6 separate regions of the Mus musculus genome follow, and regions 1, 3, 4, 5 and 6 are each linked to region 2. Evidence: chromatin contacts called from public Hi-C, HiChIP or PLAC-seq and promoter capture Hi-C data. All regions are on one chromosome and are shown on one strand. Each heading gives the region's core, a stretch centred on a gene start, on an enhancer-like site or on the middle of the called end of the contact. The rest is flanking DNA. Distances are from core to core; before and after follow the strand shown. Region 1 has its middle 180 kb from the start of Gm34361. Region 2 has its middle 11 kb from the start of Gm23538. Region 3 overlaps Klf12 (Kruppel-like factor 12). Region 4 has its middle 21 kb from the start of Klf12. Region 5 has its middle 87 kb from the start of Gm34361. Region 6 has its middle 60 kb from the start of Klf12.

What was found. Promoter capture Hi-C pulls out the DNA fragments that hold promoters and counts their contacts. A called contact is a pair of places that touch in the nucleus more often than the background predicts. HiChIP or PLAC-seq counts read pairs in DNA pulled down with a chosen protein or histone mark.
Region 1: a contact with region 2 is called in an H3K27ac HiChIP or PLAC-seq map of neural progenitor cells, with 17 times the contacts expected there. The contact joins two enhancer-like sites. A contact is called at or near these places in 6 of 39 promoter capture datasets (cranial neural crest, frontonasal cranial neural crest, liver and 3 more), 13 of 484 Hi-C or Micro-C datasets (the HL-1 cell line, adipose-derived mesenchymal stem cells, cerebral cortex and 5 more) and 5 of 115 datasets of contacts at active chromatin or transcription factors (embryonic basal ganglia, forebrain, neural progenitor cells and 2 more).
Region 3: a Hi-C map of cerebral cortex shows a contact between it and region 2, with 2.4 times the contacts expected there. The contact joins two enhancer-like sites. A contact is called at or near these places in 14 of 39 promoter capture datasets (the 3T3-L1 cell line, cranial neural crest, embryonic stem cells and 7 more), 2 of 15 datasets of contacts at CTCF or cohesin (embryonic stem cells and stem cell-derived epiblast-like cells), 46 of 484 Hi-C or Micro-C datasets (the HL-1 cell line, the N1E-115 cell line, cerebellar granule neurons and 14 more), 17 of 115 datasets of contacts at active chromatin or transcription factors (SST interneurons, astrocytes, cardiomyocytes and 7 more) and 1 of 9 other capture datasets (embryonic stem cells).
Region 4: a promoter capture Hi-C map of liver shows a contact between it and region 2, with 2.8 times the contacts expected there. The contact joins two enhancer-like sites. A contact is called at or near these places in 5 of 39 promoter capture datasets (cranial neural crest, liver, second pharyngeal arch cranial neural crest and 2 more), 5 of 484 Hi-C or Micro-C datasets (all in embryonic stem cells) and 1 of 115 datasets of contacts at active chromatin or transcription factors (embryonic stem cells).
Region 5: a contact with region 2 is called in a Hi-C map of adipose-derived mesenchymal stem cells, with 1.9 times the contacts expected there. The contact joins two enhancer-like sites. A contact is called at or near these places in 8 of 39 promoter capture datasets (the 3T3-L1 cell line, 3T3-L1-derived adipocytes, cranial neural crest and 4 more), 5 of 484 Hi-C or Micro-C datasets (the HL-1 cell line, adipose-derived mesenchymal stem cells, cardiomyocytes and 1 more) and 2 of 115 datasets of contacts at active chromatin or transcription factors (embryonic limb bud and stem cell-derived neural progenitor cells).
Region 6: an H3K27ac HiChIP or PLAC-seq map of large pre-B cells shows a contact between it and region 2, with 9 times the contacts expected there. The contact joins two enhancer-like sites. A contact is called at or near these places in 2 of 115 datasets of contacts at active chromatin or transcription factors (embryonic stem cells and large pre-B cells) and 1 of 9 other capture datasets (embryonic stem cells).

Annotation. Positions count from the first base shown.
Region 1 is chr14:101,376,268-101,381,329 of GRCm38.p6, forward strand. No RefSeq gene overlaps it. Among named protein-coding and RNA genes, the nearest start is that of Gm34361, 180 kb to the left of the region's middle. Within about 2 kb of position 3,279, at least 39 of the 459 cell types and tissues checked have an H3K27ac peak or open chromatin away from gene starts, as enhancers often do. A contact at or near this core is called in neural progenitor cells, neural stem cells and oligodendrocyte precursor cells, where this site is marked.
Region 2 is chr14:100,747,086-100,752,025 of GRCm38.p6, forward strand. No RefSeq gene overlaps it. Among named protein-coding and RNA genes, the nearest start is that of Gm23538, 11 kb to the right of the region's middle. Within about 2 kb of position 3,241, at least 183 of the 459 cell types and tissues checked have an H3K27ac peak or open chromatin away from gene starts, as enhancers often do. A contact at or near this core is called in SST interneurons, adipose-derived mesenchymal stem cells, cerebral cortex and 8 more, where this site is marked.
Region 3 is chr14:99,943,430-99,948,070 of GRCm38.p6, forward strand. All of the region lies in intron 4 of Klf12 (Kruppel-like factor 12), which reads right to left. Among named protein-coding and RNA genes, the nearest start is that of Gm22970, 170 kb to the left of the region's middle. Within about 2 kb of position 1,487, at least 120 of the 459 cell types and tissues checked have an H3K27ac peak or open chromatin away from gene starts, as enhancers often do. A contact at or near this core is called in SST interneurons, cerebral cortex, embryonic basal ganglia and 5 more, where this site is marked.
Region 4 is chr14:100,168,294-100,173,406 of GRCm38.p6, forward strand. It overlaps a transcript of Klf12 not described here. Among named protein-coding and RNA genes, the nearest start is that of Klf12, 21 kb to the left of the region's middle. Within about 2 kb of position 2,623, at least 8 of the 459 cell types and tissues checked have an H3K27ac peak or open chromatin away from gene starts, as enhancers often do. A contact at or near this core is called in liver, where this site is marked.
Region 5 is chr14:101,286,433-101,291,128 of GRCm38.p6, forward strand. No RefSeq gene overlaps it. Among named protein-coding and RNA genes, the nearest start is that of Gm34361, 87 kb to the left of the region's middle. Within about 2 kb of position 1,564, at least 10 of the 459 cell types and tissues checked have an H3K27ac peak or open chromatin away from gene starts, as enhancers often do. A contact at or near this core is called in adipose-derived mesenchymal stem cells, where this site is marked.
Region 6 is chr14:100,207,751-100,212,423 of GRCm38.p6, forward strand. It overlaps a transcript of Klf12 not described here. Among named protein-coding and RNA genes, the nearest start is that of Klf12, 60 kb to the left of the region's middle. Within about 2 kb of position 3,036, at least 130 of the 459 cell types and tissues checked have an H3K27ac peak or open chromatin away from gene starts, as enhancers often do.

The DNA of each region.
Region 1 (5,062 bases), core at 2,029-4,528, 630 kb after region 2:
TGCACGAGACGGCTTAACTCTTTATCTATTGGTGCTATAATAAATGGGACAGCCAAGGAACATTTCTGTATGTTCCGCAATGCAGGACAGAAGATTACATCAGTGTTTTTTGTCCAGCGTGTCTCAGGTGGAGTGATGAGATGTATAGTCTTCAAAACTAGCTTATTACATGAATAATACATGCATATATTTCAGCAAAAAATATTCAAACACTACAGATAATACAACGAAGTGAGTTCATGATTTTACCTTTTACACACTCCCACTGTTCTTTCTGCAGGCAACCAAACTTCAGGTATTGTGATTTTAGTCATTTTCCTGTATATTAAATGAACCACCGATTTTTTTTCCCAAATGTGAGTTTCAGTTTTACATATTGCTTTTCTTTTTCTGCTTAACTTCACATCCCTGAGGGACCCACTCCCTGCCAGGACACAGAGCTCTGCTTTCCTCTTTCGTATCTACAGAGTTAGTGTGGTTGATGTAGAACATCATACTTGGGCTTTTGAGGCTTAAAGGGAGTTTGAAAGGTTATGCAACACTGGCCAGGTTTTGCTGTAACTTAAAAAAAAAAAGTGGTAGCTTGCAAGTGCATGCTTAAGTTGTTAGTCATGGAAAAGCCACTTAACAACATAAATGACACCATCAGGGGGAGCAGGCTAGCATGCTCTCTACCTTGGAATCTAGCAAATGTTCTAGATAAGTCTTGGTTCTCTGTCTTTGTGCTACCTACTTTAAACTGGCCATGGTCAGATAACATCCAAAACTGACTATGTTTTATATGAAACCTGTGACTCTGTAGGTTTTTAACTCCATAGAGGAATGTTGGGAAGGGAAATGAAAATAGGAAACAGGTCAGCGGGCTGGTTGAAGTGTTCTCTGTATTTGCTTCTTTGCATCAATCCTGAAGGGCTGGGCAGTATCTTGCTAAACTCCGGTATTGACTGGATAATGTTTTTATTCTCCCCTGTGAATGGTTACTGTCTGACTTTTAGCCAATGGAATTTCTGATTACCAGTGTTTGGTTACGGTGCCGATAAACAGGCATCATTGGGAGGTTTCTACAATCTTTTTTTTTAAGAAAATAAAATGAGCCAAAAGTTTAGAGGCAGGGGGAAAATACTATCATAGTATGCTGATCTCGAGAGTTTAAACTTTTAAGACAAAGTGTATCCTATTTACTCCCCAGGAGCTAAAAACATGTCGTTTTATGTCAGTTTGTAATGAATTAGCACAACTCTTTGATCAATGACATCAAAGACTATCAGCAGCACCAATAATACAGATGTTAAAAATTTTTTTCATTGATTAAATGCCTGAAATCAATCAACCTTTTGCCATCCTCTTTCCCCCTCCCTTGCTCCTGCAGAAGTGAGATGATTCAAGTGAGTTTGAATCTGGATCCACGTAGCCTCCCAAGAAGGAGGATGGGGGAAAATGGGATCAACTAGACAGTCCACTCATTATCAGCGACTGCAACTGAACCCACCAAGACCTCATGTAGTTCAAGTTCCCTCCTCCAGGAAATATCAAAACCCAAGTGGTCCTCACACACTGAAACAGAGGAATTTCTAGCTGTGTTTCCCGTGACCACCATGGCTCCCCTGTATCCTCGCAGCCGACACAGCCCAGGTTGGTACAGCCCAGACTGGTGCCGCATCCTCGCAGCCGACATAGCCAAGGCTAATGCCCTTGTTCCGTTTGTTCAAGTAACTTTTCCAGGGCTCTGCTGTCAGGCGAATTATCTCAGAAACAAGCAATTATAACCACATTCACAGCTCCCTAAAAGGGTGAGTGCATTCTAATAACAATTTCTCATGAAAGAAATACAGTAATTGAAGGATTGGCAAGGATATCGCAACAGACCAAGACCTCTGGAAGATTCCCCCGCCCCTTCTCCTCGCTCTCCAAATTCAGAGAGGAGAGAGAGAGAGAGAGAGAGAGAGAGAGAGAGAGAGAGAGAGAGAGAGAGAGAGAGAGAGAGAGAGAGAGAGACTCTGCACTTTCTTCCCATTGGAGAAATTGTCCCTTTCCATCCAAATCTACTAAATATATTCTGCAAGGGAAGAACATATAGCCGCAGTAACAATAAGGAGTTTGGCATTCTGGGTTCTGGCCACGCTGAAGTCTTCAATATCGATGTGTTCATCTCTTGCTTATATTTTGTTGAACATAATCACAATGTAAAATATTTGCAGAGTGTTCTCCCTGAGGTAACACATGGAGAGGTGCTTTAGAAAGGCAGATTATCCTGCTGACCTAAGGTAAATTTCATCCTTTGGGGAATTAATTCGCATCTTTATCAGTATAGCATAGTACAGCTCAAATCAAGCATGGCGAGGCTTTGAGGCAACCAAACTATCCTGTATTCACTGCTAGATACGGTGCTCTGAATGAGTAGAACAGCCTCTCAGATCTCAATCTCCAGTGACTATAATACAGCAGCCCACAGTTGCAGCCTAGAGTCGCACGCTAACACGCATGCCCTCGATGCTTGCCCTCAATGCTTTACCTGCCCACAGCGATTTTTCTAAGACTGGGTGGTGAATTCTTTGGCATTAAGCACTTATCTCTGCATCCCCCACAACACAGAATAAAAGGCTTTCTCCATCCTCCTAGTCAGTAGCTAGTTGTTGGATTGATTAACCATCATTCTGAATAGTTTTTCAGATACTGGACCTCTGAAGTGACAAATAAACACACACTTTGAGCCAAGTAGTGAAAACCTTGTCAGACATTTTACCCAAAGGAAAGAAAGTTTTGCTTATTTGTGTTTATTTATATATTTCCTTTCGGACAAAGTAAACGTGGACCAGACGCGACACTACTCATATCGGTTTGTATATACGCATGCCTGCACACGGATTGGGGCTTTGAGACCACTCATTCCATTTGGTTCTGGAAACAAGGAAAGTAAACCATTGTAGGAGAGATAGAAAATGTCTAACCTTGCTTTGTTTTTCATGCATCCTACCAGAGCATTAGAACAGAGGGGAGACAAAAGGTAATTGAGCTGGGATCCGGGGAAAGCATTTTCTAAGTGAATAAAAGGCCACTGTGATGAGTTCAGCGGCAGAGGGAGTTCCCAGGCACATCTCCCGAGACTCTGGAGTCAACCGAAACACAAAGGCTTTCTTTCTCAAAAAATGCAGGGAATGCTAGCTTTAATATTTGCCTCTTGCCTGCGCTGGTGACACCGGTTTGGACCTCAGAACCCCACCAATGGGTGGCAAAGCTGGACTGGACGGATGGCTGAGCGGAAGCGGAGCGCCATCTACTGGCGACTGGAACAAAGAACGTCCTTTAGTCTCCCGCTCTGTTCCTGGGAGCAGTCCTGCTTCATTTATAGCCCTACAGCTCCAAAAAGAAATGACAAATTGCACGAGCTTCTTACCCCTCCATTAGCTCTCCTTCCCCAGTTAACCTTAAGGAGAATACACAAAGGAAAGAAACTGTAAACATTCTGGGAAAAGAACGCAGTAGTAGGGGGCGGGTGGAGTAGCCTGGGAACCTACTTGGATTTAGCTATTTGGTAAGGCTCAAGCAGGGCACTTCTCTATGCCCTCAGCTCCTCTGACTAAGGTTGCTAAATGCCAAGAGGCTCATAGAGTGACCTGAAACAAAGGCAGAGGGGTCTGGACACCCCCATCTCCCGGGACTACCCACCACACCTCCATTCCACTGTAGAGACTCTGCAGGAAGGGCTGGTTTTCCGCTGTGGTTTCCCCCTAGCCAGCAGCATAGAATCATTTGGTGGTCCCTCACCTTACCGTCCTCGTGCTTTCTGAGGAGAATTGGGACCTTTTTACCTCTCAATGGATCCTAGAATTTCCCCCAAGGAATTCAAAGAACACGGGGTTGTCCGTTTCAAAGGGTTAGCATAGCAAAACCATAACTCACTACAAGATCCTAGTTAGAAAGAGTTCCCTCTCTATCAAATCGAAATAGCAAGACCTGATAGCACTCTCCGTGAGGTTTCCAGTGACAGAAAACACTGTGACCTAGCCTGAGGGGGCTACATGTAGAACACAGTGCTTCCCAAAGTGTCTGCAGAGTGTGCTCTTCCCCAGAGGGCCTTCCTTGGGACGCCGGAAGTTGACTGTCTCACCCACCCTGCTTCTCAGCAAAGTCCCAGGAGTATGTCTCTAAGGCTAGGTTTTCCGTGACCACCACAGACTTTAGCATCCATTTCAAAAGGATGGAAGCCTTAGATGATGATGATGATGGTGATGAAGACGACGACAACGACGTCGACGACGATGCTAGTGATGATGATCTCAACTAGAAAAAAGAAAAATGTTTTCAAAGGGCTTGATGGCTGTTTTCAGAAAAGCCTGCAGTAGGTTCTGCATATTCTTGGTTATCTCTTAGGATTAAAATCTTAGTTCAGAACTTCAGAGAAGACAAGCTCAAAGTGGCTCCTCGCTCTTCACAGTGTAGCCTCCCTCAATTTCTAAGTTAAGTCCATACTTCATAGGAGAGCGCAGAAAGCATCCCACTTCAGTGATGACTTAGGTGACCATCTCAGATGCAGGAGTGCACGACTTGAGCAAGAGATCTCTGCAGATAGCATCCAGTACACAGACTAGCACTCCATCAGAGTGCACAGGCTCCCCCATCTTAGCTTTTCTGTATGTGGCTCTACTGTCTTTCATTTCCTGTCACCCAATCACATCAGTTCCAGAGCCATGCAGGTCTAGGTACTCATAGGCACCGGGTTCTTTTGTAATTGTTGATCCCTGAGCTCTGTTCCTGAATGATGGTGGATACCTGCCTGCCTGGGCTGCTACACACGGGATGTTCCAGCTCTCTGGTTTAGGCTCCTCGGGTATTTTTTCTTTTAATCTCATTTTGAACTCCATGGGTATAAATGACTCGCTTTTGAAATTGCTGATTCTTTGCTTACCTTCAGATGCCCAAATATTTTGAATGTAGAAGCCCTAAATGTGGAAAAACTGTAATGAGCACATTCATAAATAGTTAATACTAGTATCAACATGACTTCTGGAGCAAGAAACATAGATCTCCAGAAATGACTCATACCTAATTTTTGCCTGGAGTC
Region 2 (4,940 bases), core at 1,991-4,490:
GGATAATTTGCCATCAGGGTGATGACAAGAGGAGGCTGCTTTTTACAGATAGCATAAGGGTTTTGTTAGTTTCTCTCTATGTGGCTCTCTTCAGCATTATTCTATGTTCCTAGTAACATTGGTCATGTTCTTGGAAAAACCTTTTCTTCATACCTGGTATGCTCATTCATATTTGTTCTGAGAATTAAGCAAAACAACAGGTGTCTGAGGATTCTGAAAACTAAAAAGCCCTCAAATTTATGTTATACCAAACACTTACATTTCTATTTCAGAATGCACGGCTCTGCTCACATCCTTTCCCTATTGCAGACTGTATAGTGTGGCCCAGTACCTCTAAGTCACACGGCATGTCTGAGGCTTACATTTGGTCATCTATAGCCTCTGGCCCCTTCATTTCAACAACTTTCTTTCATTTCTCCTCAGCACCAGAGGTCCCACCTCACTTAGTGTTTTTTGTTGTTGCTTCTTTGTTTTTTGTTTATTGAATGTTTCCTAAGTTCTGCTAGCATGGTGCCCTTCTTCAGGATGCTCTCTCTAGAGTGGATCTGTCTACTAGCATGTTCTGCAGTTATGAACCTGTGCCATCCAGTATGGCAGCTGCTAGCCCCAAGTTGCCACTGAGTATTGAGTTTTGACAACAGTGACTAAGGAACTGAGTTTTAAATTTGGTTTAGTTGATTTAAGTCTAATCATAAATGGATACAAGTGGCCAGAAATGGCAGTCGTGCCCAACAGAGACCTAGAATGCTTAATGCCTTTATCATTCTACATCTAAAACCAGCAACTTGTTCTTATCTAATACACAGATCATTTCATCCTTGAAACCAACCTTTGTGCTCCTATTTGGACATCCTCCTAGTTTTCTTACCTACCATGTTTCATTTGCTTGCTCATATCTTATCTTCTCTATTAAGAGACATGCTCTATCTGGTAGCACCTTAGTCCATTTGTCTTGCTATAACAAAATATCATAAACTGGGGAATTATAAACAACCAGAGTTTATTTCTTACTGTACTAGAGGCTAGAAGTCCAAGGTCAAGGCAATGGACAGGTTTGGTGTCCTGTGTCAAAAGAATGAGAAGGTTCTGTGATTGCTACTTTCTTTCTGCTTCTAAGGAGGTTCCTTGATGATGCATCCTGAAGAGGGGACAAAGATGGAGTGTTCACTTGGGCAGAGAGAAACAAATGATGAACTCATTTCCCTGCTAATCCCATTCATGAAGGCTTTGCTGCCATGAGTCCGTTGCTTACTTACTAAGGCCACCTCTCCTAACTGTTTGTAGTGATGATTCTGTTTCAATACATAAATCTTAGGGATGCACACACTCCTAGTGAGGGTCCTATTTGCATCAGCATCCCTAGAACACCAGCTATTTTATTCAAAGGTCTTTACTGAGAGATTACCACCACTTTTGTATTGGCAGACATTTAAACATTCTAAGGAGAGACAAGTGTGAATCTCTCTTTTGTTACCAGCTGTTGAAATGATGGCCTCTGGGAGTTTCCTCAGGAATCTGGTGCTGGGAGGAGAAACTTGTCTTCCAAGAAGAGATTTCAAGGAGGGCGGTGGTGGCGCATGCCTTTAATCCCAGCACTTGGGAGGCAGAGGCAGGTAGATTTCTGAGTTCAAGGCCAGCTTGGTCTACAAAGTGAGTTCCAGGACAGTCAGAGAGAGACAGAGAGAGAGAGACACAGAGAGAGAGAGACAGAGAGAGAGAGACAGAGAGAGAGAGACAGAGAGAGAGAGACAGAGAGAGAGAGACAGAGAGAGAGAGACAGAGAGAGAGAGACACAGAGAGAGAGAGACAGAGAGAGAGAGACAGAGAGAGAGAGACAGAGAGAGAAACAGAGAGAGACAGAGAGAGACACAGAGAGAGACAGAGAGAGAGACAGAGAGAGAGAGAGACAGAGAGAGAGAGAGACAGAGAGAGAGAGAGACAGAGAGAGAGAGAGACAGAGAGAGAGAGAGACAGAGAGAGAGACAGAGAGAGAGACAGAGAGAGAGACAGAGAGAGAGACAGAGAGAGAGACAGAGAGAGAGAGACACAGAGAGAGAGAGAGAGATTTCATAGTGATGACAAACCGTAGTGCAGATGGGTCAATGGTGCCATGCCTACACATTGACTTGGACTGCCCAATCATGCATATATCCTACCATCCATTTAAACCTACACCCTATGACAGGACCTGGAAGATGGACTTTGTTCCTCTTCCCAGTGTGCCTCACTGAATAAATTTCCTTTCTCTGTGTTCATTGTTACTTTAGGTTTAATTGGCCTCCTGAGGACGGATGGCTCAGCTATTTGTTAGTGCTGCCAGAGCCAGATTCGATTCTAACACATTACGGGAGTGGAAGTGGCTGCCTCTTTTCCACTCAAGCAGAGTGCACAAGTTTCCCAGGCTGTGCACCATCGAGGTCTTAGTTGGACAATTAACAAAGGACTTGGGAACCATCTAATCCTTAGCTTATAAGCATTCTTATGTTCTTCCCGTTTGACATCTACATTTTTACTCGTAATGTATGTTAGTGCAGCTAGGGTTTCTGAGGGCCATTGCCTTACTTACTAGACATAGAAAATGGAGTCATAAATAGAAAATGAATAGGCCCCCACTTGACTTTGGAATTACCCTGGCCTTCAGGGTCAGAGGAAGGGGGTCACTGCTAACCCCACATGCAAACAAAGGCAGGTGGCCTGTACTGCCTTGCTTGTTCCTCACCCTTCCTCTCAGCAAGCGACCCTTTCCAGGCTCATCTGTACAGACATCCTGAGGAAGAAGAAAAGCCACCCAGTGTCTGCCCTTTCTTCCTAGCATAATGTTTGAAAGCGTAGACCTTGGCCAGATGGGACACACTTGGCAGATGTTCCGGAGCACAGCATTGCAACTGAAGAACTTTCTTCTTGGAACTCTGTCCCAAGGGCAAGGGTAGGGGTGAACAATCGAGGATGGCTGAACCCGGAGAGGCTCTGCTCTTGGCCAGCTGCAGCCTCTGAGGGATGTCACAGCCTGAGGCACTATCAGTCCTTGTAGCTTTCCCTATAAACTGGACTTACTAGCAGCCAGCCCGTGCCCAGCCTTGCCCGGGACTGGAGGGAGAGGGAGGGAGGGAGCTAACAGCACGGGGTGGGGAGGGTGGGGGGTGGGGTGGAAAAAGGGGCGGCACAGGAAGTCAAGCTGAAGCTGGGAGTGAGGACAGCAAGGGGTGGGCCGGGAGGCAATGAAGTCAGAGGCAGCAGGGACTGCAGCTGAATCAATTTGGAGCTAAAAATAGCGCCTTGCCGCTTCTGCCTCCGCAGTGATTTCCTAAAGGTCTCAGCTGCGCCTTGGAGAGAAAGCCAGCGTGTGTGTCCCCACCTCTCCTCCCAACTGGTGAGCGGAACAAAATAGCGGAAAGCAGCGGGAGCAAAAGAGACTTCCTCGGAGTCTCTCTAGACTGCAGCCTCCCTGTGTGCAGAGCCCCTGAAAGGGCCTCTGCTTCACCTGTTTTCCTCTGGAGTGGGATAATTCGAAATAAGGTCTTCCGAGTCTGAAAAGAGGTAAAGATCCCAGACATCTATGAAGAATCCAGACAAATGGGGCCCTTGACTTTCAAGCCGAGTGCATCAAGCATAGGACTGTCCATTCTAAGACTGAAACTGTTTACCAGACACAAGATAAAAGTCCTAATCTTCAAAGATGGACCATCGCAAAACAAACCCGCCCATGCTGGCCATAGGTGAAGGTCTGAACCTTCTGAATAAAGTTTGCCTTTTTTCAGGAGACACCAATTTAGGGATCAGTTTCCCTGATTGACCCCTCCACCCACCCCCAACTCCACCCCCACCCCCACTCACACACTGGCTAAGAAAAAGACAGCGCACATAAAAGTTTGGCACTTGGCAGAGTGATTTTCCCCCCCGCAGTGTGGGGAGGTAACCTTTCTGCAGCTACATCTTGACATTTGCATGGATTCAAATGCATCATAGGTAATGGCACCTGTGTGCCGAAGCCTCCTGATTTGTCTGTTCCAGCCACGGTCTGAATGAGGACTTTCGAGCTGAGAGATCGAAGGCAAAAATGTGCATACAAATTATGGGAGAACAGATAATGGGACGGACCATAAAAAGGAACAGGTTGGATTGATGTCTCGCGGCTCTCCTGCAGAAAGCATCTGTTCAGATTAAACAGCCCAGCTTTGGAAAGTGTCTAAGCTAGAGTCTTGATTTTAAAATCACCATTAATAATCATCTGTCCATACTTTTGAGTTAAGTATCAATTGTATATCCTTCAGAAGGAAACTAATAACATATACCTAAGCCCCAACCGTACAGGCAATCTTTTCAAAGGGAAGCCCAGTCCTCAATTCTTACTTTTAATCAAGCAAATTTGAACTATCGATGCTCATCTGTGGAATATGTGGAGACACATTAAAGGTTTCAAAGACCTCAGACACTATGAGGTTCTGTAGGTGAAGCCCCTTGTTCATTGTCTGTCTTGCTTTGAAATCGGTTCACTCTCCTGGAAGGAAGCAATAGTTCCTGTCAGAGAGAAAAGCAGAACACTGCCCAACTTGCCAATTTGACAAACAGCAAACTGTTATCAAGCACATTGGGAATCCGGCTTTCTCAGGAGGACCTATTGTTTACAGAAATATCTCAGCTGAGAAAGAAGTAAACATTGCCCCTGAGCTGCTGTGATAAAATTCGCATGGCTTTCTAAGGGTATTTATAACCTTCGAGGGGGAAATCTGCAGAAAATTTAGAATTGCTACAATGGTCCCCTTTGGTGCTTCTAATAATTTTTGGGCCTATTTCAATATTCCAATGACTGTTTTCACTGTCAAACAATGACCTCTGAAGTGAAGCCTATTTCTGCCCTGTTGGGCTCCTAATACAATTAGTAGAATTAGAAATGGGTAGGATGAATGCAAAAAGGAAAACAAATCAGTACTTAAGATGTA
Region 3 (4,641 bases), core at 237-2,736, 810 kb before region 2:
TGGCGGAAATGACAGAGTCAGCGAGAATGAAAGCCGGTTTATACTCCAGCCCCTCAAGATACACATACTTATCTTTCTCATGTATGGAGATACATCCGAGGGAGACAAGAGTTACCTAGAAGGTAGCAAAAGCCATTCTGCCCTGCTTTCTTGAAATAGCATACTCACAGTGAATTTCCTCTCTAGAGCCTCGCTGACGTCTTGGTCCCAAGAGTTAAGTGTATTTTCAGAGGTCATTTGCTTCAAGGATTCAGCTCTCCACTACTCACCAAGTCCTTCAAGCCTTTATCCCCTTTACTGCAATCCTGAAGCCCAAAAGTACAGAGAAACCCTGTCGTCCTCATGGTCACCTCCAGCTGAAGTTGAATGATCACAGTATCTGGCATCATGGCTGCCCACTTCACATCTCATGGGAACATGAGGGAGGGAGGCTTGGGTTCACTACTCCGTAAGTATAAAGCCTTCTAGACATTGGTATCTTTGAGAAAAAAATTCGGTGATCCTAGACCAAATTCTATAAATACACAATTTCCATCATGGTTTGGGGGGGGGGGGCGAGAAACAAAAGCAGAAAACTGATTCTGATTATCTGTATGACCAAATAATTCTAACATTTCTTAAACTCAAACGAGGAACGGGCAAGTATCTTCTTCCTCTGAGTCTACTTCATCCAAAAATTCAGATCACAACTCTTACATGTCAGCTATCACTTAAAATTTTACTCCTTCAAAAGGACATGCACATGCCAGAGTTTGGGTGAGCTCCATTTTAAATGGCAGCCCCTCTGCTATCTGCCTTTTCCCCACATACAGCAGCCAGGCAGGTAGCAGAGTCAAAAACCCAGTAGCACAAACTACCGTCTAATCTGCATGTCATGCATTATTCATGATCCCCTGATTTCTGCACCTGCATCTAGGCAGGAAGCTTGCTGGGCACGTTCATTATTCTTCTTGGAGCCTCACACAGGCTCCATTACTCCTGAGCCACTTTGTTCTGTAACTAAGGGTTTCAGGCCTTAGTGCTAACTGCTGGATATGAAAAGAAAAGGGACACTCCAGGCAGAAGCGAGGGAATGATCTTGGTGTTGTGTAACACAGCGGATCTGACAATGCACTCTACAGATACTGATTGCTATGTGGGATATTACTGCTCACGCGGGGTGATTTACATCACACAGAAGAGGCCCGGCGCACCACCAGGGCCCTGTACACCAGTTGTTCTATTTATACACACTGACTCATCTGGGGCTCCAGGCATGTTACGATTTCACTTGATTCTGAGCTTTTCTTCTTTTTCACTTTCTTGCTATGTTTGAACCTCTTTGATATCTTAATGTAAAAATAATTCTCCCTTCTATGGGTGCGAGGACTGAACCTGCTTCTCAGATTCTGTGTCATAATGACTGTTAAGAGTTAGGAGACTGACGGCTCTGCTCTTCAGTGCCTCCAGGAGGCGACACGAATGACTGGCAGTAAGAGGTGGCATGTGGAGTCTCGGTCCTAGACACAAGCTATGAAGCACTGATGAGTTTCTGGGGGTGGGGACACTATCTCACCCACATACTGTGCGGCCACTTATGACATCAAGGAGAACTGACACAAAGAAATGTGGGGTGCAGACTGTCTAGCCGCCTTTCCTGGGATTAACCCAAAGCGTTGCCAGCTAGCAACAGTGCATTCTAAGGCAAGTCACAATATCTACCCAGATCTCAGTATCCGCATCTGTCCAAGGGACATTGTTACAGTTATGGGAAACACACAGAGGACCACAGCCTCGAGCGTTTGTAAGAGGACTGAAACAATCCCATTGTCTAGTCACCTAGTGTCCCATGTCCCTATGATATTGCTGTAAGCAAAACTACAGTGCTGCCAGTGACATCAATGTCTATCACATACAACCATGCTCAGTGCATACCATGACATCTGATAGTGATGCTCAATGCACAGCGAATAACATCTAATTGCGATTCTTACTGTCCACACCACTGATTTATGTATGAATTATACTGTTAAAGTTACTTTAGAGTATATGACTGCTACTTGTGCTTAGAACAAACAAACAAACAAACAAACAATTTAAATGCTTTTATCCGTACTGGGTTTGAACGCAGGATCTAACAGACATGCTCTTCAAGTACCCTACCACTAAGGTACCACCCAGCTCCACTGAAGCACATAGCACCATGCAACTAAAGTCTCCTTTACTAAGTCTCCTGCCCATAGACATCCATACCACCCCTGTTTTCCAATCTGGTGTTAATTTTCAACCTTCACATCCCACACTATCGTAATTTGTCACTCTTCTCTCGGCAGCTCTCTTGTCTCAAAAAGTGTGGACCATCTTCTAAGCTTTTCTGCTTCTCTTTGGCTTGGCCTTTCAGCCACAAGTGTGTTTAGGGTTCACTTTATGTCCTTTTTCTCTCCCCATGTTGATGCTTATTCTGTTATTAACTGAAAACATTTCGAACATGGCTCCCCTCGCCATCTTACCACCTACATAATAATCAGAACAGCCATTTCTTACTGGGTTTCCTTCTGCCAATTTGTCACCCTTTGATCACATCATGTCACCTGATCACATTTCCAAAGAGCTAGCTGTCCATGTGGCATGAAACCTAAGCATAAAAGTAAGCAATTACCTGAGAGTCTCTCAGCTGATCTTTCCAATGTCTCCCCTAGCATACAAGTCTTAGATGGAATCAGTGTGCCATGCTTTTTTCTAACTTATCTTTTATGGTATGAGTGCCTTCCAGTCCACAATTCCTGGTGATGGATAAGAAAAGAGATTACCTACTTCCAACCCTTACTTTGTCCCTTTCAGGCCTCAATCAGACCAGGGTTTCTCAGTCCTATGCTGTCTCTGTGGGGACAGGAACAAAGGAGGCATCTCAAGAAATAGCACTATGACACACAAGGCTGTCCCATGTAAGAGAGATGGCTTTCTATTGACAAAAGCAGGATAAACTTCACACACCAAGGTTATCAGAAAACCAAATAGACAATCCAACAGCAATAACAACAACAAACCCACTGTCTCTCTGGCTCTCAGGCTCTGTGTCAGGACATTGCATCCTACTGAAAGAGTCAGAATAAACTACTTCACAGACCAAGGAAAGTTTCTATAGGACATCACTCTTCTAGCATCATTAGGTATTTAATAACTCAGAAATTAGCACACATAAATACTTGCTATTGCATTGTCTGATTCCTCTATTATGTATAAGCCAACACCTTTACCTACAAACTACGCAAATGGCCCCAGAGTCCTTTTAAGTATTCACTTTACTGCAAAATAATTCACTTGTCAAGGACTTAGAAATAAACCCACAGTTATTATTAAGTATCAGCATGTTTTTATGCAAAACATATGAAAGATAATTTAGAAATAATCATTGGCTTTGCTTTTTCTTAGACTCAAAGCATCAGGAACAAGTTCTCATGAGTATTCAGGCTAGTCCAGATGGTATGTTAATAGATACATGCTACACCTGGACAAATAAAGAGGATGCAAGCATTAAGTGAAGTGATTTACGAGCATTACAAATGCCATATATCAAAGTGTATGAGTCATATCATAAGTAGGTGTTTCATGTGTTGGTGTGAGTCCATGGTTTATGCTGTCAACCGTCTAAGCAAAAGAAGAAATTTTACACACATACACACCACTTTCTCTAGTTAGTATAAAGAACAGTTGATTCCATTTTGATACTATTATCCATATATATGTTGTCAACATGTTAACATATTTTTTAATCTTTCTTTTAGAGCCTTTTTTGACATCCTCTCCTATGTGAAGGCATCAATATTTTTAGAGGCATGGAGTGAAATTAAACAGCATATGGAATTCATGTTATGATCATTGCCTTCCACATTTACTGTAACACTTATCCTGATGCAGCAGGCATTCAGAGACTTTACATTAAAGTGTGTTAAAAAGTATAGCCTGGGCTGGAGAGATAGAAAACTCAACCAAGGACCTGTCTGTCATAAAAGCACGGGGGCCTGAGTTCGGCTCTCCAGAACCCAGGAAGAACCTGGCTGTGGAAGCATGCTCAGAGAACCTTAGCACTGAGTCACCTCAAGAAGACCGTGAATGGAAGCTGTGAGTTGAACAATGTGGTCTTGTCCAATGGTGAGAAAGAACTAGGATGTGAAGATGACATTAGAATGTAGATGCTCCGGTGGATGTCTAAGGAGACAGGAGCAAGGGCAGGAGGACAATACCAACATTTCTTCTATTGTGTGGCTCTCTTATCTCTTCTATGTAGCCAACTTGGATGGGATGCCACTTACTCATATTTCAATGTAAACTATTACTTGAGTATTTCCCCATCCCAGGCAGTGCCTTAGGCCTCCGATGTGCTGTAGATCCCTGCATGCTGTGGCAGTGACTGTATCAGATGTAGGAGGCGCTCTTGGTTTTGACAGATCTTCTGGTTTCAGGCTGCCTGTCCTACAGAGTCAGGGCACAGAGACAAAGGCCCACACAATGCCTTGTGCTGAGCAGTGGCAGGTACAGTTAAACCACCAGGGGGACATATGAATAGAACTATGAAGTAGACATGGAAATTTCCTAGTGAGAGAGAAGAGGGAAATTTTAAAGGATACATTTTGCAGTTAAGGAAAAGGAAAAAGGAATTCT
Region 4 (5,113 bases), core at 1,373-3,872, 580 kb before region 2:
TTCATATTATATACTTATATTTATATATTTATATTTAATATATGTTAATAAAATCACATATAATATATTCACAAATATTTAAATAAATATATAATTTACATAATGAATATTTGAATAATTATATTTTGCATATTAAATATAACATATATATAATTTCAGACAAACTAAAAAGTTTTCCTGAAAGATAATTTAGACAAAATAATAATTTTAATTAAATTTCCCAAATTATAGAATGTTGTCTAGAACCAGGAGTCACTCCAAAGCTATATACTCTGCCCCAGACCAATAAAGCTTACCATTACCACAGCGACCTAGGACAAGTATTTACCAATAAGGTGCTTAAAAGTCACAGTTAATCACAAAATCATTCCAGCTCTTTCCAAAAACCCTTTTCACTCTATGGCAGCCATTAAAGCAGACAAGCCTGGGGTTTTTCTTTCAACAATACTATATTGCTATATACATATTTGACTAGTAAAGCTGATGTTAATTAGCTGGGTAAGAAATACGGCTATTCCTCCATAGTCATTCATGTATAAGTGATCAAGTTAAACTTTCTGGGTCTCAACTTCCTATGAAATAAAGGGGTATGAGGCCTTCTCTCCTTCTTCCATTACAAAGTATGGACTCTGGTGCCACATTCTTTCTAAATGCACAAGTCGATAAGGAACATGCAATGAGTTGAAATAAATTAACATTGGTCAGCAGAGTATTTAAATTCCAATTCTACATGGATGAATTCATGAAATTTGACACATCATTTTCAGTAGCTCCCAACCAGCTCTGGAGAGAAATATCATGCGTTAAGTATTGAGCCAACAGACAACCATCATGCCTCCTTACCTTTCCCATATTGGCACTGTGAGCACATAAAAATGGGGGCCATGGAGGGAAATGCCATCCTTATGTCCCAGAAAAGCCTGAGAATACAGCAGTGGCTGAACTACCCTGTAAAGCGGTGCAGGAGACACCACTGGTCTTGGGGAATTCGGATGGCAGGGATTCCTTTCCTACCCAGTTCAATAAAGTGCACCAGTATTGCAGAGTTTATTTCGAACTGTAAATAATTGCATTCCCGACCGTTTTTTACCACAGCCACTTGAAGCAGCTCAAGACATGTATGTCACGTTGTCCTGGGTGATTTAAAGCAGTTTATTGTTTACAATAGTGTCTCAGCAGTAAAAACGCAATCCATAAATCAGGCCCTTGCCAGGCAGCGTGGTGAGTGCTTTATGCGAATTATCTTAAGTAATCCTCCTGGTAACCTTGTGAAGAAGGGATATTAACCTCCACTTCAAGGGTGAAGGAATAGAATTTGACAGCTCTCAAACCTCAGAGCACACATTCCAAGTTGCTTGTTTTCTGCCTGATCCCAAAGTGCATCCTCTCTTCCTGCGACCCACCCTGCTTCTCACTGGCAGCTGAAGGCTCTGAGCCTCATCAGTGTGGTGTGTCTGATGGTTAGGGCACTGGCCGGGCCAGGTGAGAAAAGAGAATGCAACTAAAGAAACAAATGAAAGACTGCACTTTTATGTTCAGAAGTTGTATGCTTCTGAATAACTGGACCATTGATGACTGATGAGCGAGTGAGAGTGAGTGAGTGAGTGATTGGCAGTCCTGGGTACTAAACCCAGAGCCTTGTGCACTACTGCAAGCACTCTCCTTGTCAGCCACACCCAGATCCCAACTAGATGTCACTGAGGTATACAGGACTGTTAGCATGAATAACAAATGAATACACTATAATATATAACATTCTGATAACATGAATAACACATGAATACAGTTACAGGTGTGGCAGATCTCAGTGGTTGCGACAGGGCCCTCAAATGATGGAGGTCCTTGCCTGAACCAAGGATTAGACCTTGATCCCTGCTGAGGAGCCCGTTCTGAGCACCAGGAACCAGCAAGGTCTAATTTTGTTTCTGTCTGTGCAGCATGTCTCTGCATACTGAGCAAAGGGTATATGTGTAAGTGTGTAAGGGAGAGGTAGTGTTTATTGTTTGCAATGGGGCTCTCCGCAGAACACTACTGTAGAACTCCCAAGGAAATGCCAACACCTCCATATGTAAACTCCCCAAGTGCACGGATTCACACAGTACGGAAGGGCGATGCCTTGGTTTTTCAGAGCAGAGCTCATCAGAGGTTATTACATTTGCTTACACTTTGTTGGTCTCTGGATACTGAGTCAGCTCTGGCCTTCTTTCGGGCTGAATTAAACATCCCTTCTGTCTACTGCCAAGTTCCGTGTCCCTACTCACAGTCCATGTCAATTTTAATTGTTCCCCATCCACAAAGTGGATAAATTAATACGTGCTTCACAGTGAGGCCGCCATGTCTGAAGAATGGAAGCACTGATACTTGCCAGAAGCGTTTGGTAAAGCTCCTCTCACTTATTTGGTCTTTAAAACATGGTACTAAGAATACTACTAGGCCACAGGCACTGCCAACATATAAGATCAGAAAAGAAAACCAACCAAGCCTGTCCCCTGCTTAAACCGTGCTCACTGTAGAAAGGAAAATGATCATGCTATTTCTAGAAAATGTGGACTAACTCGTCCCACTCCCACAGAGAAAGAGAAGTCACAGAAGATTGGCTCACATGTTTTCACATCCAAGTGGTAGAAATCAATTAAACACACAAGGGAAAAGGTCCCTCTGGAAAGCCACCCACCAGGGCACCTGGCTCATGAAGAGTTTGAGTTTATGTTAACTAATTTAAAGTATCCCAGAATTAGCCTTGATTTTGCGTGACTTCTGCACTCTGTTTCATGGCCTCCTGGAGATAATCATTTGGTTTCCTTAACAAGCGAATCAAGCCTTGATTACTTTCACTATAAACTTCAATCTTTCCTTCACTGAATCAGACACTTCAATTCCTTCCTTCCCTTTCCACTTAAATCCAGTCTCCATTTTTTTTTTTAAATTGCCATATTTCAGAGAGCACATCAGCAGATTTTGTTCAAATGCTAAAAATGTCTGAATCACAGGCCTGGAAAATTTGATGAGAGCCGTAAAGACGGGCTGATTTACTACCAGTGGCTACTTCAGTAGCCAAGGTGTCCACAGAGCACTGGTAATGTGGCCAGATCCATGACATTGCTCTGCAAGAATTCCAATTTCAAGAATCTTGTACAAAATATAATTGTAGGTGTTTTATTTCTGCTAATAGCATGTAGAAACTGTAATCTGTCTGGCTAGAATAAATGTACTACGGCATTGAGATGAGATTCCATTTTGTTTTGTGTTTTTAATGAGGCAATTAGAGACTTATTTAACCTGTTCGACTTACATTTTTATTGGACAATTTTGATCAAGGACCCACATTTAAACTCACTGTACCACATATTAGGAATCTCCCCAGCCTCCTCTTGGAGTTTGTGTAGAAGCCCTTACTGATATGTCTACTCTGTCCACTGACATCTCAAAAGGCATGTTTTCTTGTTTAATCTAGCATTTAATGTATCTGGATATAAACATATCATAACATGTACTGTTAGTTTAATGCAGTCTTCTGCCCCCTTGGAGAGCTATAATTGTACAGAATGTATTGGATGCTTGCTGGTACCTGATTTTTATCTCACTAGATTATCAATCATTAGTTCTTTGAAAACTCTTACAAAGTGGTCTCAGAAGTGGTACATGTGTCTTCCAAATCAGGCTCATTCATGCACAGCCATGCCTGGACAGAAGTGTCAAGGACTTTCCATAATCCTCATAGCCTATTAAAACCAAACGAGTCCCAGAGGGCCCAAAATAGAACCCAGCATCCAGTCCCGGGTTCACTGTTAAATCCTGGGGCATAGCTGTGCTACAATTGATAAAATAAAACGAAGCCAATTCTGCATCGCACAGCCACTTCAGTGCTAATGGGAAATGCACTGGGCAGTATACATCATTAACCTGAATACAGCCAGGAATATTACATTACAGATCTGTTCAGAAACCCCAGCCAGACAATCCTCCTAATTCCAAAATGTCAAACATTTCATTCCCTCTATCAACTTCTCCATATTACTCAATATTTCTCCTTTGACTGTCCTTGGGTGTTCTTCTAAGGATACAAAGTGATTGACACAGTACGTAATGTTCATAATACATAAAAGGAGGAAGAGACTATATGTGTGCTTAAGGAATTTCGCACCCCACACCACATCGCAATATTCATTAGTCATCCTATGTTCTCCATAGAGAACATGTAACCACTGCCGTCAAACATACAAGCTCTTACAAAGTAGCCTCCCTAACTCAAATAGACACTGTAGAAGCAGGTAGTTGTTACCCGACCACTCTTAGCAAACCAGATAAATAGAGCTGTTCCCAGAAGTAAGCAACTTACTCATGTGTCCAAATCTATGAAGTCTCAACAAGAAGTGACACAATAAAGCACATTCAAACTTACTTTCCATGACTGCCAGAAAGGCCTTTCAAATGTCACTGGTCCCCAGGCCCAAGAGATGGCTCAGTGAGCAAGACCACTGGCTGCTCTTCCAGAGGAAACAAATTCAATCCCCAAAACAAAATGATAGCTCACAACTGCCTATAACTGATTTTTAGGAGATTGGATGCCTTTTTATGACCTCAGCAGGCAACAGGCACACACATGCTTTGCACACACACACACACACACACACACACACACAGACAAAATAATGCTACAGATAAAAAATAAAATAAATCTGAAAAAAAGAATGTTATTTTCTTAAATCTGGATTGTTCTCCATGGCTCCTCTTTAAAATGATTCTCTGAACTCTCACATCTGGGACTCCCTTGGGTCCTAAGCCAGGCTTGAATTTACTTGATGACTAGCCCAATACTCTCCCCTTTTTCATATCGTTTCCAATTGCCGAAGGAAGCCAGCAGTCTGCACACCTGTAATGAACCCATAGTATCCTAATTTGAATGCTGTAGTTGATTGACTTAGGAAGCTATGAATCTAAGTGTGACAGGAGGTAGAAAGTGTCATCAAATGAGGAGAGGGACTCAAGTGAGGACGGAGCAGGCAAGGATGAGGAAGAGGCTAGGCCACTGCACCTGACGACCTCTGCTTCAGAGTTACATCAAAACAAGATGAAGACTCTATTCCCATTTATGAAATCGCCGATTTTTATT
Region 5 (4,696 bases), core at 314-2,813, 540 kb after region 2:
AATGCCTATGAGTAGACAAAGCAAAGTGTGGTCATTGAGGGGAAAAGGCAAGAGGCCCACATTCAGTAGTCATTTGGGCTGGAAGTACAGGCAGAACTGAATATTAAAATGGGGGGGGGTGAATACTTCTGAAAAGCTTCTATCATGAGATGCATGAAAGGTAGCACCTAAAATCAAGATGACATGAAGTTCCAGATGGGGCTGATCTCCAATAGGAAACAAAAGCTGTTCATAAGAACTCTGGTAAAATGCTACAGAATTACTCCAGGCATGTCTTACCACATGCTGCTTATTTGGGCTCTTCAAATAGCCCTTAGAGTGGCAGATACAATACAGTAAAGGTAAGTAGAAGGATTGGTGGGACCTTCAGCTGTGAATTTTGGAACGTGATTAAGAGGGAGTCATTTAGAGACAGGGTATAGATGGACTGGAAAAGACAGGACATGGCTAGCCTCAGTGTCGTCCTTTGGAGAATAGAAAATACTGTTGACTCGCAGCTGAGTTATCATAGCTGACTATCACAGAGTTAGAGCCCAAGAGATGTAATCTTCACTTTCTGTTCCCCTATCCAAAGATGTCTTCCAACTTGGAAATGTTGGGCAACTTAGGAACACTGTGGTCATGACAATGATAAATATTTATTGAGTATTTATTCTGTAATAATCACCGTTTTAACAATTTGTGGGTAGGGTGTGTGTGTGTGTGTTTGTGAGTGTGTGTGTGTATGTATGTATGTATGTATGTATGTATGTATGTATGTATGTATGTATTATGTGTTATGTTTGTCTATCTGTCTGGTTGGTTAGTTGGACGTTGTTTATTTTTATACAGAGTCTCAGGGATCCCAGGCCAGCCTCCAACTTTCTTTGTAGCTGAAGATGACCATGAACTTTTGATTCTCCCCCCACCCCCAAGTGCCGAGATTATAGGCATGCAGCACTACATCTGATATGTGTGGTGCTGGTGATTGAAAAAAGGACTTCTCTACTCTATCAATTGAGCTACATCCCCAGCCCATTGTCTTAACTTCTTTCTGCATTATGCCACTTGATCCTCTTCATCATTCAACGTGACAACTAGTAGCATCAATCTATCTTAAAGCTGCAGACACTGAAAAACAAAAAGCTGCTCAATTTGCTCAAGGTTACATATCAACTAGTAATGGTGCCAGGACTGGAACCCAGGTGTGAAGCCCAGATCAATGGTTCATTAAACACAGTACCATATTCCTCTATGGGATAAAAAATAGTGAAAGCTATGGAAGACAAAGAACTGGTCCAATAGATTCCTATTTAGAACACCAACGACAGACCAGAGGAGCATGGAGAGAAAGCAGTCAAACTGTCCCAGCACATTTTTTTTATATATAGAATTGATTCTAGGAGTCATTTCCCAGATTGCTCCTGGCATGAAACTCTGTCATCACATGCATGGCACAGCGAGGAGATCAAGGCCAGAGACGTCATGTAATCATCGTGAGCAATGCTGCTGGATGTAGCCCTAAGTGGTGCTTAGATACAACTAGTCCCTGTATCATTTTCTTCTGATCTGTGATTCATGAGGACAGCCAAATTCCATGTATTCCATACAAGTATAATCTACCCACAGAAACTTTCAGTATCAACTTATGCCCCCAAGGAGCTGGAAAATTGAATGTGGATTCCAAAGGCATCTGTTTAAAAATATTTTCAATGGTGATTCATAAAACGAAAATAGAAGTGGAGAGCAAAGCCTGCTGACACAGGCAGTGTATCTCAGTATGCTTGGAACCCTTTAATATGATTCTTGTCAGTTTTTCATAAGGAATGCAAGTTCATGGTAGATAAATTAGAGCAGTATTTTAAAATATTACCATGAAAAGGTGATCATTATATATGCTTTATTATTTGACCTTCCAAAATGTCACCCTTACTACTCATTTAACCTTTAAGACAAATAGAAATCCATTTATCATTCTTACAGTGTACTGTGTGACTACTTTCTCACTCATCGATATCATTAACATCATTCTCTGTTCCATACAGTACTCTGTATTTTAGAGATTTAACATTTTTATCTGTACATGTATGTGAGTTTATTCCACTTGTCCACGGATGGCTACAGAGGCTAGAAGAGGTTTCTTGGAACTGAAGCTACGGGTTGTGAGCCTCTAAGCATGGGTGGTGGGAACAAAACTCAGGTCCTCTGGGAAAAAAGTCAGCACACTTAACAACTGAGCCATCTCTTTAGCCCTATGGTGCCATAGTTTAAATGATTATTTCAATTTTTATTTTGTTAATTTACATAATTTATTTCATCGGCTCTACTGTTGGGTATCTTAGTCCTTATTGTCATTATTAGCACATATTGCATTTATGTGTTATGTGTTTTGCCACATAGACTTGTTGACATTTGGATTCTACTTTGCCTTGCAACTTTACATTCAGAAATTTAATTTTAATATTTCTAAGAGATGCCTCGTTTAGCCAAGGTTTAGCTGGAATTCATGACATTCATGATCTTCCTGCCTCAGTGTTCTGCAAGCTAGAATAATAACATGAGGTGCATCATTTGGCCTAATTTGTAATTGTTATGTATCTCTATTGTGTGTGCAACTCAACTGCGAATTCATCATTTAGCACCATATTTTAAAAAGAAAAGACTTTTTAAAAAACTTTCTAAAAATTACAGAAACATTTGTGGAAACATTTCTCTGGGAGTTCTGTGGCATTAGATCAGATATCTAGCTCCAGTAAACATCTAGCTCCAAAAAATATTCATATTATAATCCATAAAAGTAGTAAAATGTCAGTTATTAAGTAGCAGCTGAAATAATTTTATGTTTGAAGGTCACTACAACATGAGAAACTGTATTTAAAGGGTCACAACATTAGGAAGGTTGAGAACCACTCTTCTATGGAGTTTGTTGTGGGTTTTTTATTTAATACTCTTCAAAGTGAACTCATTCTTGATAAATCAGATATTAAAAACTAAGTTTGACATATGTGTATATACACATATCCACATAAAAATAGTTAATGAAAAATGGCTGTGAATTAGGAATAGAGCAAGGGGGCATATGAGATAGTTTGAAGAGAGAAAAGGAAAGAGAGGAGTGCTATAGTTGTATTATCATTTCAAAATAAAAGAAACAGACATAATTAAAAACCTAAGTTTGTTTCCTAAAACAATACAGAGGTGAATCTGCATTGTTGGGGGAAGCCCCTATAGAATACAAGAAATCAGGGTAGTTTAGATCTGAGATTCTTTTAGAAAAGGAAGGGATAAGTTCTCCTTTCCTTCAATGCTGATACACGGGTACAACAGAGAAACAGAGACATGGCCTCTGGTGTTGAGCTCCAAGCTGTACTGACTACCTTTCTTTAGCGAATGTATTCATTTCCCTCCACAGATGTGAGCACTGGCTTCAACCCAGATGTAGAAGACGATGCTGCCTCTTCCTGGCTCCTCTCTCTGGTTTAGAACTAACCAACGCCCTGGCTTCATATGTTTCTTTATTGAGCCCCTTGGTCAAAAAGAGAAAAAATAAATGCCTCAGCTGCTACTAGTACCAATTTGCAAAGCATGTAATTTGACTACAGAGACCTTATGGGTTTTTCTTTTTAAATAGCAGCTAAAAATCTGACATGTTCTGCACAAATTACAAGGCCTTAACAAGATGCTGCGTGTCTTTTCCTTTGCTGACTTTATTTCTAATGCAATTTTTTGAGGTCATACAATGCCTTCACTATTAAACATTAATAACTTTAACATCTATTCATTATTCCATGGCCACCTTTTAGCTTTCTGTCAGCGATAGCACCGGCCGCTGGTTTCAGATGTTTTTCCCCTTGGAAGAATCTGTTCATGACAGTACTTAACAGCCACTCAGTTAGCAAAGAGCCCTAAGACAAGAGAGCGGACAAGTTAATGGTGTAACAAATCAGTTGTTAAGCTAAATGGTCAGTTTGCACAGTACGCTATTATTGCTTTATTGAACCCAACTTAAAGATTTACAGCAGTTACATTTTATTCCAGGTACAAGATGCACAAATGAAATACCGAGGGGTGCAGGTTTGTCTTACGCGGCTTTCATTAAGAACCCAATTGCACGGCAAAGTCAGTTAGAATATATCTCGTTCCGTGTGACAGCCAATTTTCCACCAAGATTGGAAAGTCTGGGAGCTTTTTAATCCTTGATCTCACTCTGAGAGTGCAAGAGATGGGAGTTAGAGCATTTTTAAAATTGTTTAAACCAAAGCTTCAACGGTAACAAGCGCTTGTCCCTGACTGCAGAACAATGGAAGAATGGAACATGGCCGTGATGCTGAATTCCCTTTGATGAGGAAACTGTCTGGGAAATACTTATTGCCAAAAATAGAATGGTACTTTTTTTTTAATCTGGCGAATTTTTCAGAGAAAATATATTGTGTTGTAAATGTGTTTATTACCAAAATAACTTGTGACACAAAGTTTGACCGCTTTAGCACACACAGCTGATCATGTCAGGACTCACTTAACAGAGATTGTTTGTTTGGATTTTGCTTTGGGGGTTAAGATTTGTTTTGTTATGCTTTGTCTGCTATGTGGAAAGCAGTTTCAAACCTTTCTCTAGGCAACAGCAGGTACCAGTCCTTATGGGCTTCCAATGCCTGTAAAGGAAACAGATTTTTAAAAATAATCACTACATGAGGCAAGATACTCACCAGCAATAGAA
Region 6 (4,673 bases), core at 1,786-4,285, 540 kb before region 2:
GAATATCAATATCGAGTCTTCATGTGAGCCAGGGAGGCCGGAGCTGGGTCTCAGCACTGGGCCAGAGAAAGCCAGACTGTGATGGGGAGCCAAGAACACAGACTTTATACGTTGCAGAGAGAGAGAGAGAGAGAGAGAGAGAGAGAGAGAGAGAGAGAGAGAGAGAGAGAGAGAGACTGACTATGGCACCTTTCTAAAAACATGCTCTAACACTAGATTGCAGGCCATTGTGTTTCTGAACTTCTGAACCTGTCACTTTCCCTTATTATCATAAAGTTTACTCAACACAGCCTTAATAAATAAAAAAGAAGAGGAAGAGGAGGAGGAGGAGGAGGAGGAGGAAGCAGAAAGAAAAGGTAAGAGAATTATAACAAAGCTATGTTCCTGCTGTGTTGGCAGTTAGGTGCAATGTGCAAGCCAGTCAGTCAGGTTAAGGGAAAAGTAGGCCAGGTCTAGCTGCCTGCAACCTTCAAACCATTCCTCACTTGCGTGTCTCCCAAAGAAACTTACTGTGCATGGAAGGTAGCTCAGGCGTGTGTTCCTAGCATGTACTAGGTCCTGAGTTCTATCTCCAGCCCCAGACAAACCTGGGTATGGTGACACACACCTGTAATACCGGTAGGCAAGCAAGAGGGTGTGGATTCCAAGGTTCTCCTTGATTATAGCAAGCTGAAGGCCGGCCTTAGCTATGTGAGACTCTGTCTCCAAAACAAGCGGAGAGGGATGAAGGGGAAGAAGAGAAAGATGGGAAGAGAAGGGGAAGACAGGAAGGGGAAGGGGATAGAAGAAAAGTAAAGAGGGAAGGGAAGATGAGGGGAGAGGAGCAGAGGAGAGGGGAAGGGGAGGGGAGATAAGTAGGAAGAGAAGGGGAGGGAAGGGAAAGGAAGGGAAGGAGGGAGGGAAGGAAGGAAGGGGAGGAGAAGAGAGGAGGAGGGGAGAGAAGAAAAGAAAAGCCGTCCAAGGAAAAAGTTCAGTGGATGGTGATGCCTGGCACAGAGTAAATCAGAGGCACAGTGGCAGGAGGATTACAAGTCCAGCAGTACATAAAAGGGTATAAAGGAACGTCCCTAATGTTCATATCTTTTAAAGAATCCATAGGGAACTTCGCACACATAGAAACAGAGTACAAGGTTATATGCAACAAGAGATATATGCAAAGAAGTCCTGAATCCCATGAAATAAAAGAAGGAACTCCACTCATTGGAGCAGCAGTTCACACTGAGTTGCTTCTTTTTACAGACCATGAATCACATCAAGGGTCTCAGACCTCTTCCTGCCAAACCTCTCAAGGGTGCTTTGGGTGAGTGATGTCATGATGTACATCCTACAAACCAGGGGGCTGAGCATCTTGTCCCATTCACACAGCAACGAGAGTGGAGAGGGGTTCCATGATAGACTCATGGTTCTAGATCCTGGTTTTTAATGACTTCAGCAAGAACCAGGATTTACAGGAACCTTATAAACACCAGGAAAAGAGGATGTCATTAAGCTTTTTCCAATTTTCCCCAACAAAGTGACCAGCCAGTTACTAAACAGTCTTCAATAGAATTCATTGAATCAAATTCCCATGATGTTTGGACTCTGGGTAAGAAGATGAGCAGATGCCCTGGGCTCTCAGTTTCTTCGTCTGTAATTGTCAACGCCCCATGTGCTACCTTGGAATCAGTCATATAATGCATTACTGCAGAAACTGAGAATACCCCCCAAACCCTAGCCATTTCTTTCTGTCCAGAACCAATTGGTGACCAATTGAGTAAATGTTTTGGGGCTAGTTCAAAGGAAGCTGTAAAGATTACACTATAGTGAATCTACTGTGCTGTACATCTGTACTGTATCTACCAGGCTGGTTCAAAGGAAGCCAAATAAAGATTACAATACTGTGAATGTACCTTACTGTACATCAGCACCACAGCTACCAAGACCACATGCCCATTCACACCTTGACTTTGTATTACAGCGTTAAGATGGTGATCACTTAAAAAAAAAGAAGAAAGAAAGAAATGGAAAGGTCCTGTCTTTCTAAGTATAGATTTTAATCAGCAAAAATGAAGACTATACAATCTTTCATAGGAAATAAACTGTACTTAATTTGAGGGGTTGGTTTTGAGTTGTCAGGTCCTAGGGCTCGCTACTCAGAACGAAAGTGCCTTCGGAATCACCACAGTTGTCTGAGATGATGGCCGTCCTGTTTCCAACACAAAAGGTAGCTTCTTATCCCTGGATTCATTGCAGAATCAGGGCAGAGCCCCGGCAGCTGAGTGTACTGCTGCTGAAGGACAGACAGCATGCTGCATTCTTTATTCTAGGAAGTGTCTCCTGGGAGGGCACCCCCTGCCTCTACAACAGAAACACTTCCCTCGGCGGGTGGGCGGGGCTGGAAAGGAGTTAACGTCTTACACTCAGAACCCAATCTCATTATCTCTAAATTTATCTCTGTTTGGTTGACGTTTCTGGACATTTTTTTTCTGAGTCTCTAAAGGGATGAAGAAGCTGTGCCTACAGTTTTAGATCTTGTCACCAGCGGTTAAAACAGCACCCGGCAGAGAAATCTGTAATCCATCAAATATTTATTTACATTTTTTTTCTTAAAGATTGGTAATGACAAAGCCCACAGGCAGAGCTCATAGAAAATTAAAATACATTTCAAGTTACCAATTTTTTTTGAAAAATAAGAGATATTTTTAATAAGGATTTAAAAGCAAGTTTCTGATATTTCTTCCTACTAATGGTTTCTTGTGAAGTGATTCACTGTCCATCATGATAGTCAATTTGGTGTATGTGTGTGTGTGTCTATGTGTAGCATATATGATATGTGTGTGCATGTGTGTGTGTGTTTTTTTTTTTTTAAATTTGCTCATTGTCTCCTACACTGTTGGGTCAGCAAAGTACAGCCCTTGAACTTCTGACCTTTTGTGGTTCAAAAGACAGTAAGACAAAGAAAAGGAAAAACTCAAAATGTTTTATTCTAAGGGCATGGTTCCTTTGGCAGTGTGCTGCCCTGGCATGGACAAGGTTTGATGACCAGTACTGTGAAAACTAAGCGTGGTGCTTTGTGGTTGCAATCCTTGCACTTGCGAGACAGAAGCAGGAGCATTAGAAGGCAAAGGACATTTTTCAGCTATATAGTAAGGTCAGGCCAGCGTAGGACACCAGAGATCCTGCCTCAACTTGTAACAATTTGTCTTCTGCTTCGAACTATCATGTAAACATGTAAACTATACATGTTTACAGCCCATGTATCTTATCAAGGTGGACAGGACCAGTCCCAATGGGGAAGAAGCTAGAGGTCTCCTTTAAGGGCTGCGTATAGATCCAGTCTACCCTCTTCCAGCCTGGGCCATTACACAAGCCCTCCAGTTTCTCAGTGGTGCCAGAGGCACTAGGTGTGAAACAGGGATGCTGTCAGTCAGCAGGGAAATTTTCTGCCTCTGAAAATGTCTCTGCGCTTCCTCTGTACAGCACCTCCAGCTGCCTCTGCGCACCCGCCGTGTCAGGATTAAAATAGCTCAGCCTTGATGACTTCACTAGTTCTCACAAACGGGCCAGTTGGCAGAAGGCAAGCACTGCCTGCTCCTGTGGGGAGGGTTTCTTCTTTTTTATTTGTTCCTTTCCTTCTACCCCCTAATATGAATACTTGGTTTCATTTTGACTCTGAAAGACATTTCCTTTCTGAGGTTCAATTCAGCACGGAACTTCATGCAGATTTCTCCAAATGCCTTTAAAAGGCTCAAGCTAAAAAGAGGTCACTGGAAGCCAACACTGACTGTATTATAATTTCTGAGGTGAAACTTCAAGGACATTAAAACTACTGGGTAAGCTAACCTTACATAACCCAATAGTGTTTCGTGTATTAAGGAGCAAATACCTCCCCCCAAATCTCAGTGATACTTGATGATCAGCCACAATTTTGAACATCTCATTTCGTGTGTTTATTCTGGCTACAAGTGAAGATGCCAACACAGAGCACCAAGGTAAAACACGACCAGTACTAACCACAGTGAGATGAGAGAGCGCTGTGGAAGATGATTTTCCCTCATCAGAGCTAGCTCAGAGAAACTGTGAAATTCAAGAGAAAATGGACATAAAGCATTCATGCCACAAAACAGTATATTTCTCAACCAAATACCCAAATCTTATGTGAGCGTTTTGAGTTTTCCCTTGGAGTTTTTCACTTCCTCCTATAATTTACCATGCATTAGGAAGATGCTTTTTCTTCTATGAAAAAGAAGGTTTTTCTTCTGTTCCAGAATCATAACTCAGTGCTGCACTTTGAGTCCAAGAGCGCATTTAGATTAACTGCTCCAGTGCCCGATGGACATGAGATTTATACTCAGAAAAGACTCCCATATGACTCTGGGGATACGGAGCTAATGAAATAATGTGGCTCACTGGCTAAAGACGGCTGCGCTGAAAGGTACAACCACTGCCCCTAAGAGTGGAAGAAAGGCACTGACCCTGTCCTCCAGCCCACCCACCTCCATCCCTCTCCACTCTTCTGGGTGCCTTAGCATCTACAGTGGTATCCTCTTAAAACCACTCCCCCCCCCCCCCGACCTATACATCGCAGAGAACTTTCCAGTGAACAGGAAAGCATCTACATGATAGAAAAAATTTTAAAATGTCCTACAATGGTGTGTTCATTGCACAAGCACCTGCTGACTATCTCATGTGCA